Regions from separate parts of the Anser cygnoides genome. Here region 1 is linked to region 2. The links are chromatin contacts, called in public Hi-C maps. All regions are on one chromosome and are shown on one strand. Each heading gives the region's core, a stretch centred on a gene start, on an enhancer-like site or on the middle of the called end of the contact. The rest is flanking DNA. Distances are from core to core; before and after follow the strand shown.

Region 1 (5,592 bases), core at 2,124-4,623, 210 kb before region 2:
AGCTCAGGGAGCGAGCTGATGCTTTCCCCTGTTAGCAATTCAGGGGCAGCCAGCATGCCTTCAAGCCCAAAGCAAGGCAGGAGGATGAATATTGAAGACAGCCTAGCGCTTCATGCAAAGCCAGTTAAACACAAGGATGTGATGATGGAGACTCTGGGTTCACGACCTAGGAAATACTCTGGTGGATCTCTAAGTCATATGGGAATGTACAGCCGTTCCCTACCCAGGCTTCATAAATCAACAGAAAGCCAGCTGGTGCCGTTAAGTTTGCCCCCAAGAAACTCTCTGGGTAACACTAAAAGGAAAAAACTTGGAGAAAAGGATCTACCTCAGAATGCTTTAGATGCTGACAATTACCTGAATTTTTCTTCGTGCAGCTCAGGGGTTTCACCACATGCAAGTTCTGTTTCTGGGAATAATCCCTATGTTAGTTCGACTCTTAGTGTTCCTGCAAGCCCTCGAATCGCTAAAAAAATGCTTTTAGCATCTTCTTCCTCATTTATTCCAGATGATTTTGATAGACTTGGACTCTCAGGAACAAGTCCCAGTAGTTCGTTCTCCCCTGTGGATTTTGACAGATCGTTCTCTGTCAGAAGAAACCTCTCCACCAGTTCCATGGAATTTGATGACACTGATTTGGAAAGTTACAGACAGACGCCCAACTCGCTGCAAACTTCTGTGAGAGAGCGGAAGAACAGCATCAGCTCCATTTCGGGGAGAGAAGACCTCATGGACTACCACAGGAGGCAGAGGGAGGAGCGGCTTCGGGAGCAGGAGATGGAACGCCTGGTAATTTTTTCTTTTCCTTTGAGCTTCTCATGGCAGCTGGTGTTTGCAAAATGTCTTTTCCAGATCTAGCCATCGGGAGGGTATAGCAAAACATAAGCTGTTGTCTTTTGAAATTCAGATTTCACTGACGTCAGATGCAGTGTTTATTACTGCAGTCCATGAAGCTAATGATTAAGTGGCATGCTGCTGTAACAGCTCAGATGGACAGTGCTGTTCAACCATCCTAAAAAATACGTTGTAACCCACACGAATTGTGTTCCTTCATCCTGTGGGCTTTGCTAAAACGTCTGCGTGCAGAAACCCCACAATTTGCACTGCAGGGTTCCAACACTTCTGTTTCAGTTGATGACAGTGTTTGATGGTGAGTGGGTAAAATGAATTTGTCTCCGCTGCAAGCTGCTCGGAGTCCTGTCTGCTGTGCTGTGGAGTCAGATAGGCGTTGGGGTCGGTTTGATGGACATCATCGGAGTTCTCTCCGCTTGGTTGTGGTTTTACCTCCTGAGAATTTGCATTAAAATACAGGCATTTTTGTTTCTCCCTTGGAGAAGTAGCAGAAGGGGACAGAGCTTCTGTCTTTGTGCAGTAGCTGCAAAACTAGTCAACATAAAACCGCATAAAGCCTCAGCCCTGAATTACTCTTGATAGTAAGGCACAACTTCAACGTGTTATTGAAACAACTGTTAGGTAAAAGAAAAAAAAATCTTCAGAATAGTCAGAGGGAGTTCTTGAAAGGTTTTGCAGTGACCGCCTTGGCCCTACTAACATGCATTCATGCTGTACTGATTTTATTGTCCACTTAGGCACTGACCTATGTCATTACAGGGCCAACGTGTATTATCGGGTCTTCGCCCTTAACTTTGGATGTGTGCTTTCACTCCATCTTTGATAGGTTTGGGCACTTGCGAAGACAGGCTGTGCCCCCAGGACGGAGGGTGAGGAGGCCTGCTGCAGGGGGCAGGGGTTACAGACCCCCCAAAGGGTTACGCTTTTGCACGCCCAAGGAGAAATCATCAGCAGAAGTGCTCATGGGTTATGTCCTCCTCTCTCCCTGCTGCTTTCCTGCTCCGTGTTGAAATCTCCTCGCTGTTGCCAGTCGTGATGTTTTGTGTGTGCCAAGTGGCATTGTCGTGTTATCAGAGGGCTTTCCAGACAGCAGCAATGTAAAACTTGAGCGGTGATCAGTCGTGAAAGACAACACAGGGAGTGTATTTATATTTCAAAGAGAACAGCATTTTTTGCGGTGAGGCACTGGAGATATGGGGTTGTTTCTCTATTCAGTAATGCTAAAAATTGTTCTCGTTTTAAATCTGGATGTAATGGCAACATATTTCTCAGTACTGTTCAGTGTTTCTCAGTACTGTTTTTTCCCCCTTTTTGAGTACCTGGTTGAAGGGTTGCATAGCAGGAGAGTGCCTCCTTCCAGTGCTTTGAGGGTCTGAGTAACCCCACAAATAGGTTTTCAGATCTCTAAGAGGAGGAATATATTTGGTTGAAAAGAAAAAAGAAAGCCAAGTCTCTTAATGTTCCTCCGCAAACTGCCCATCAGCCTGTTGTACATTAGGCCCTGTCCTGTTTTGGTTTATTTTTGTCTTTTTAAGTGGTTGAAGGCATGAGTGTATCCAAACAGGGTCCTCATGTATCCAGCCTGAGTTTCCAAAACACAGCTTTGTCTGATTTTATGGCAGGTGGCATGGATGAAGGTTGGAGATCCAGGTCTGCTCAGGCCTGTTTTGGCGAGCAGGGTGTGTATGGGATAAATGAAAACCCACAACCACCAAATAAGTGCCTTTGGATAGCAAAAACTGCATGCCTTGCATTCTCAGAGATGGGTAAAAGTCCAGACTGAGTGTCTGGTGGGTGAACGGCGGGGGAAGCCCAGTCCTTTTAAGCATAAATATTAGACTAATGCTCTGTGTCTTTGAAGCAAGGCAGGCAGAAGGAAAATGTAGGACTGCTTGGAGGCTCCTCGGAAGGATGAGGCCACTCCGCAAGCCAGATGCCGAGCGGAGAGCAGCGCAGCTGGCACCAGCGCTGCCCCTGCGGCCACCCTGCTGGCACAGGGCTGGCTTGGGCCTCGTGTTTGCCAGCTGCTGTTCACCTCTGAATTTTTTGGCAAAGCCCATGTGCATGTTAGAGTTTGCCCTGGTGTCTGCCCTCTGTCTCTTCCCTTTATTTTTACTCCTTTTGTTGTTGCTTTTTTTCCCCATATAAATTATTCTGCGAGTTTTACTTGTGCTTAGTTTGCTTTTTAAGTGACAGAGGCCCCTCAGGAGGTTTGCATTTTGAGTTGCTGCTACTGTCTGCATACAAAACGAAGTGATCTGCTGTCATCACCCAGACAGATATACATAGAATTGTAAAAAATTGTGCAAATAGTGAAAATGCTCCTTGCGGTTTTTTGGAGTGATTAAAACATCTGAGTTGCAATGTGTCCCTATGCACCAAAGAGAGAAGACATGTACATCGTCGCATAGCATTTGCTGTTGCCCCCTCAAGTTTCCTTTCCATGTGTCTTCTGCCGAAACCAGCTGAACACTGGGGCCGCCTTTGCTCCTGCTGGCTCTGTGTCCAGGCTGGCCTGGTGCCACATCTCTCCGGGCGGATGTTGATCCAAGTTTTACACAAGTAGATGCAACAGCGAGCTATTGCTGAGGATGGCCCGCGAGCCTCGTAAACAAGGAAGAGAGTTAACACTGGGATCTAAGAATAGGCAGTGAGATTCAGTCAGCTATTGAATTCGTGTTTTTTATTTCTTGTTCAAAGAGGAAATCTTTATTCTTTTTTTTTCCCCTGTCTGAGATAAAAGGCAAATTGTTGTAGCTGCTGGAACTGAAAGGCGGTTGTTCTCCCCAGCCCGTGAGGAGGTCGGCGGTGGACTGGCACGGCCAGCAGAGCCAGAGAGATATTAATGCCATCTGTTTTGTTTGACGCCCTCCCGTATGAATAGCACCAGCCTTGGTTTTCTGCTGCTGGCTTTCAGGCAGTACGCTGCCTTTCCCCTAGATGGAGGTAGCTACCCAGAAACGACCCGCTCAGCGTGTGCAGGATACCTTTCGTAGCCCAGCTGCCGGTGTGGATCCAAAGCATATGCTCGTAAATGGAGTTTTATGGGATGCAGGAATCGTGCTGGGAGGGATTTCGGCTTATGTGACCAATGACCTAACAAGCAATAATAGAATTAGGAGAGCTTATCCCCCAGTCTGCACATTCGGAAGAGCACTGAATTTCATTAAGTTTATTCAATAAGTAGGAAGTAATACAGAATTACCCCGAGTCAGGAAAGCACTTTGCATTCATTCATTGCAATTTAGTAAGATGTGCTCGTGTGAGGGGAAAATTGAATGGAAATATTTGGGAACGTTCAAGGTGGTACTGCTTTAAAACTATGGTTAGTAGAGCTCATATAAATCTCCATATAGCTTGGAAAAATCTCATATACATATTTAATAAATTTATTTTGGCACTGTCTTTTTATAGATCCTTTAAATGTAAAGCACCTAAGCTGTATTTAAAAGTGTAAGTGACTTGACTTGCCTCTTAGAGGAACCCCAGCCAAGCAGATAAAGGCTGGGTTGAGATAATTTTTCCTACAGCTAGTGTTGGACAGTCTCTGCAGTGTTATAGAATAGCCACTTAACAGCAGTTTAGTTTAATAAATGAACAAGTGCTGTATAATAGGATAAAACAAACAAACAAATCCCCTGCAGGATATAATTAACACTGATAACTCGGTAAATTTTTACTTTAATTATTCCAGAACTTTTCTGTGGAATCTTTAATAATCCAGAGTGTGGATTTAGTGTACTTAATTTGTGCAGCTCTGTGTTTTATTAAAAGGAGCTATATATAGGAAGAAGGGAAGAAATGAATTTCAGTAGACCTGCTTTTAATTACAGAAGTTGAGCAGTGCTCTACAGCTCCTGTCCTCAGCGTAACTGGGGAACTGGGTTCTGCAAAAGCTCCTCCGTAAAGTTCCTGCCCAGAGGCTGGCTCTGGTCTGTGCCCCTGAGCTGTTTGACTTTTGTCCCTCCATTTCTCTTGTACCTGTAACGGGGAGGCAAGGATCAGGCGTGTTGCTCCTCGGGGCCGCGGCTTTCCTTCTGCAGTTCTCCTCCTTGTGGGTCCCTGCTGGGGAAGGCTCCCTGGGCATCTGCCGGGAGAAACGAATGTGAAACACAGGTGCTTTCTCCGAATTCGGTGCTGCTGCTGATAGCCTCGTAGCCAGAAGACTAAATATAGTAGAACAAGGACTTAATGGTAGAATAAATGAGGCTGAAGTGAGGAAGTGGCACAGGTTAGAGAGGGAAGGGACACAACAGCGGGAGAGCTGCTCTCAGCCCCGGGTAGCAGTCTGGCTTGGAAACAAGCTTCTGTCTCCAAATCTGAGGCAGGTGTGCAATCAACACTTCCTCAAAAACCCAGGCAGGAAAGAGAAGCCTTCCTCCTGCCCCTTGCCCACAGGGTGCTGAACATGGTGGTAAGTATGAAAGTCTGTGGACTTTAATGCTCTGCTCCTGCTGCCTTATTTCCCCCGTCCTTTTTGACTTGCTGCTGCTCAGACGTTTTGTGTTGGAGCCAGGTGTTTGCCTGCCCCTGAGGCTTTTAAAGAGCAGTGGGAGCTGGGAAGGGCAGCAGCCTCCTCTTCAGACAAAGGGAGCCGCTGAGTAGCCACAAACCTCGTTAGCTCCAGTCACAAAGGACAGGCTGTACATGTATTTTTAATGAGATCTTGGGTTATACAGTTGCTAATGGCACTTAGCTGGAAAGCTTGCTGCTTGCCACAGCTGACTAACCCCATCCTGC
Region 2 (5,154 bases), core at 1,968-4,467:
TTGATCATGGGAAGGTCTAGGCAACATCAGGCCTGCTGGCACCAGATGGGACACACCTCTCTCAGAGGGGGAAAAGGATTTTTGCCCAGGAGTTAGTAGGGCTGATAGATAGGGCTTTAAACTAGAGTCAAAGGAGGAAAGGGATAAAACCAGGCCTGCCAGTGATAAGCTAGGGGATGGCATGCTAGAATCAGAGGGACTGTGTGCTAGTGAGGTCCTTCAGTCTGCTCCACAAGGTGCTGCATAAAATGAGGTGCATTTGAAGTACTTCTACACAAGCGCACGCAGTATGAGGAATAAAAGGGATGAGCTAGAAGTCTTGGCCCAGTCCCACAGCTATGACATCATTAGCATAAGCTAAACCTGGTGGGATGAGTCCTGTTACTGGTGTGTCAATAGATGTAGATGTAACCAATAGATGGTTACAGGCCCCTCAGGAGGGACAGGCAGGGCAGGCGAGGTGGTGGGGTGGCGCTGTACATAAAGGAGGGGCTGGACTGTGTGGAGCTTGCAGTTGGTGATGGCAAAGTTGAGAGCCTCTGGGTAAGGATTAAGGGACAAACAAATAAAGGGGATGTTGTCATGGGAGTCTATTACAGACCACCTGGCCAGGATGACGACACCGATGACACACTTATTCTTTGAGGAACTAAGAAATAACTCAAGATCAACTGCCCTTGTCCTTATGGGAGACTTCAGTTTGCTAGACATCAACTGGGATTACCACACGGCTGACACAAGCAGGTCCATGAGGTTCCTAAAGCACCTCGATAATAACTTCTTGGTGCAGGTGCTAAGGGAGCCACCTAGGAAAGGTGCCCTCCTAGATCTGTTGCTGGAGAACAGAGAGGGTCTTAAGGGGGACATGGCAACTGGGGACATGATGGTAGGCAGCAGGTGCTTCAAACCAGGCAGGACCTCCATGTGTAAGTGTCTGAGCATTTGTGACTTTTAATAGTGTTATTTGGATCTGATGATGAAGGGGGTTATATTAACTGATGTGAGCAGACCAAGAGGGGCATTCAGTCAGCAGGGTCTCACGGTCTTGATGCAGGTCCCCAGCAGCTGATATGTCCTGCAATATTTAGTGCTCTTGTCATTACTGACGTCTTTGGCACTGCCTCTACTCTTACTCTAACTCGCTATTTTCTCCTCCTGTTAAATACCAGCAATGTGCATCAGCTGTACGCCGTCCTTTTCTTCTAGCCTGTAAAAGTTTCACTGGTTACTGGCTCAAATGGTTCTGCTTAGAAGAGATTATTAGTCCAGAAATCACAAGAAGAACTATGAAATGCATCCACAGCAGAGAGCGTCTGCCCAGAAGGCAAGGGAAAACTAAAGAATAGAACTCATTTGTGACAAAAGGGATTTCAGATTTCCTTTTTCACTAGCACACACGTAGCATTGCAGGTGAAAAAAATAAAAGGAGGGGCACAAAGAACTCTCCAGAACGTAGGACAAGAGCTTTCTACTCACTTTCGTTCTCACTGACTTCAAAGGCTTTGTCATACTAGAGAGTCAGTGTCACCCCAGCCACCACCAGCTCGAGGGCAGGTCATGTACAAAGAACTTTGTGGAACTGGGCAGAAATTGCTGAGCTGAGCTGGGAGCTTGCTAAAAGAAGCAATTGAAATGAGAGTGGAGAATGGGGCTGAAAGGGACTTTTGTGTCTTTTTCTTCTATAATGAATATAAAAAGTTTTTATTATCTGAAATTGCTGGTCTGCCTGGTGTACTTTCTGTTTGCCTCTGTCCTGAGGTTACCTCCAGTCTTCACTTATTGCTTCAGAACTATCCTCTCTTTGCTCAGCTCTGGCTTCCTCCCTCTTTTCCAAAGAAGAAGACCCTTTCATCATTTTCTTCCTTCTTCTCTCAGTTCCCCCAGCCTTTTGAGGGAACAGAAAAATTTAGATAAATATAGAACCTTTCCACCTCAGAAGACATGGGTTACTGGGAAAGCTAATAAATAAATAAATAAATAAATCATTCAAGTCCCTTGAATGTCCCCTTTATTATCAAGAACTAAGTGCAGGAAGACGTCCCTGGGACTTCCCTGCTTTTGTTGCTTTGATGGCACAGAGCACTTCTGGATAAACTTATTTTAAGCTGTATAGTCTGCAGGTCTCTAAAGTTCCCTCAGAAATCCCCTCAACATTTATGAAGGCAGGTAATTACAGGAGATTTTTTTTTTCTCTCATAAAAAGAAAAAAAATGTCTGAGGAGTATAGGTACATCAGTCTCAAGCAACAAGCAGTAGGACAGTAGAATAGCTGCTGGAGACCAGACCTGCTTTGGAGGGCACCCATTCTCCACCCAAAACAAAAAAGGGAAGACTGGTGGAGGGAAATCTGAGGAACTCAAGACCTACTCCTTGGCCTTAGGAGATGGAAGAAAATATTCAAAAAAGGCAGTGGCAGAGTTTGGGCTTCGGTTTGTTAGTTGTCAGAGGAAGGGCTCCTCTAGATCAAGCGTGGTGGTGGAGCTGTTGTCTCTAAGAAGGGTTGTATCCAGCTGGAAGAGCCACTGCCTGACCACACATATCTGTCTTAAAGAAGTGGTTTCCATTTTATGTGGGCTCTTGACCACTACATGGGCATCTCTGTCAAGCTATTTGGGGGGGGGGGGGGGGGGGGGTCGTGTGTGTGTGTGTAAACTGTGTCAAGTCTGGTGTTTTTCCCCAGGAGCCATGATGTTTTAAAACAGGGAGCATTCTATCTATGTAACAGAAGTGTTGAAATTGGTATGAATGACCTGTGAACACAAGTGTGAGAGTAGGTGTGAAAGCAGCAAGAAACAGCAAACAGCAGACACAGGCTGGCTGTCCTGTAGAGGTGATAAAGAATGTCGTTTGTACTTATTGACAAGTGGGCTGTTTCTGTCAAGCCTGGGACAAAGCTCTGGTGGCAGCAGAAGCAGCGTTGGCAGTGGAAGATGCTGTAGAAGATCCTGGGTATAAAATCAACTTGCCTAGAGATTTTATATCATAAAATGACTCTTCCATAAGATTTTTTTCACTTTTTTTTTTTTTTTTAATGCTTATTTCCTAATGTCTGGATGGAGAACGTCACTGCTCTTGGCCATTCTTATAAATTATTATTGATCCGTGTGCCCCTGCTGTTGGATTCTACTTTTAGCATTTTGTTGCAAAATGAAAGCCTTTAATGCAAACATAATAACAATAAACATTAAATTAATAAATAATGCTATTAATGCTAACGGATGTTATTACCTAATGCTCGTTGTTCGGCGCTGTTCCGCTGCTCATCCACCTTGCTCCCATCGCAGCCAGCAGCGGCCCCAGAGGAGGAGGAAGCAGGGGGCGAGCCCCCGGGGGTCCGGTGGGTCCGGAGGGCTCTGCCCGCCCCCGTTACGGGACTTTTTTTTGGGGGGGGCGCCCCGCCCCGCTCCGCCCCGTTCAGCAGCGGGGCTCTGCCAGTGTCGCGGCCGCTGTCACTGCCTTTGTCGCGGACGCTGTCGGCGCCCGAGGGCGCGGAGCGTGAGTACCTGGGGCTTTCGTTTGGGGGGGTCGGGTGCTGCCCGGGTCCTGCTGGCTGAGGGCAGGGGGCTCAGCCTCCGCCGAGGCCGGGGCTGGAGGCAGGAGGGCGGGGGGCAGCGCGGCGCTGGGGTTCGGGTGACCTCTGGGGTGCGGCGGTGGAAAGCGGGATGCGGCAAAGGGCTGCCCTGTTGTCTTACACCCTTCCCACCAGGAGACTAGGGTGGGCCTGGGATCCCACAGGACTTTTTTTGGGTGACCAGAGTGGCTCCACGACCCGCTGTTTGCTCGTGGAAAGGAGATCTTGTAGCTACGCCGGATGGGAGCAATGGTGTGTTACTGTCCTACCAGGTTATGGTCTTACCAAGGGAAATAAAAGCAACGAGCCGTAATCGCTATGAAAGGTGTGCTTTCCAGCATGCGTAGCGCTTCTTTCTGTGGTCTATATGCACTTTTGTAACGTCAAACTTCCCTCTGACTTGCTGTGCTTGCTCCTGATTTTTGTGTGTTTTTAGGAATGCTGTCTGACCATGGCAGAGCCATGCTCAACTACCTGTGCTTTATTACTTGATCAATTTGTTATTCATTGAGCTTATTGCTGATGCATTAAGCTTGTTGCTGAGGTCTTGATTTTACACACAAGATTTTGTTCTGTATTCACACTTGGCATCTGTGGAGTTGTCCCGGGAGTTGTTTTAGCACAGCGAGCCTGAAATGTAAAGGCAGGCTAGTGGCAGAGTGTGTACGTGTTGTATGTGTGAGTTTGTTGGGAAGTCGTTTTTTAAACAGAATTTTCTCTCTTCATTTACTTATTTATTCATTAGCTATCCTTTTTTTTTTTTTTTTTTTTTTTAAGGCAGATGATAACATAGAAAATGCTTCACAGTTTCTGTTTTCTGGCTTTTTCCATGTTGTGAAAATCTTACAGAAGTAGGGGTCTGCTTGTGTTCTTGGTAGAAGACGCTCCCAGAAAGCATCAGCTAGTTTATAATCATAGACAAGAAGGTGTACATGATATGTGTTACAAATATTGTTATTATTATTATTATTAGGCAAAATAATGTTTCCACTTAAATATGACAGCAGGTACAATTCCAGGCAGGTCAACAATTTGGTAGCATTGTGGTAATATTAAGTGATGAAGTAAGTTGAAAGCAGCAATGCAATCTCAGTTTTGCCGCCTTTGCCTCCCTGGAAATGTTTGTATGTAGCAGGTGCGATGTGCCCCAAAGATTCCCCAATTCATGCTGTTTTGTGTCGAGATGTTTTCAGTTTATCCCTCGATCTCGTGAGCTGTACACCAATGTTACGCTCCTGGTGGAAGCCACTGGACACACAATGCAGGCTGTGTGTGCGAATGTGGAGGAAAATCATTGCCAGGAACGTCTGAAGGCTGACGCTGGCTCTTTTTTTCTGTTCACCTTCTTCCACTAGTGTTTGTGTAGATATTTCTGCTATCACAGTGCAACTGAGTAAAAGCTCATATCTGCTCATGTCCATGGGTCTCTGAGCTGAAAGCACCAGGCTTTCAAAAGCATGTCTAACAAAGAGTGTAATAACCCTTTGTTTCATGTGCACCAGTTCATCCATTCAGCAAACCCATATTCATGAGCTCTATGAAAGAATAAACTGCAGTTTGCAATTCTGTACGTAAATGTTTGA

The links. Hi-C and Micro-C count contacts between places; a contact is called where the count stands out from the background.
Region 1: a contact with region 2 is called in a Hi-C map of liver, with 2.0 times the contacts expected there. The contact joins the enhancer-like site here to the promoter of LOC106039396 in region 2. A contact is called at or near these places in 2 of 7 Hi-C or Micro-C datasets (granulosa cells and liver).

Annotation. Positions count from the first base shown.
Region 1 is chr1:91,236,237-91,241,828 of Taihu_goose_T2T_genome, reverse strand. PHLDB2 (pleckstrin homology like domain family B member 2) reads left to right here. Exons shown (of 20, transcript XM_048057375.2): 3 at 1-789. LOC136791444 (a long non-coding RNA gene) reads right to left here. Exons shown (of 3, transcript XR_010833538.1): 2 at 4,834-4,939; 3 at 2,706-3,948. Among named protein-coding and RNA genes, the nearest start is that of PHLDB2, 31 kb to the left of the region's middle. Within about 2 kb of position 3,373, at least 2 of the 3 cell types and tissues checked have open chromatin away from gene starts, as enhancers often do. A contact at or near this core is called in liver, where this site is marked.
Region 2 is chr1:91,030,976-91,036,129 of Taihu_goose_T2T_genome, reverse strand. LOC106039396 (OX-2 membrane glycoprotein-like) reads left to right here and starts at 3,217. Exons shown (of 8, transcript XM_067002217.1): 1 at 3,217-3,495. The coding sequence starts at 3,232.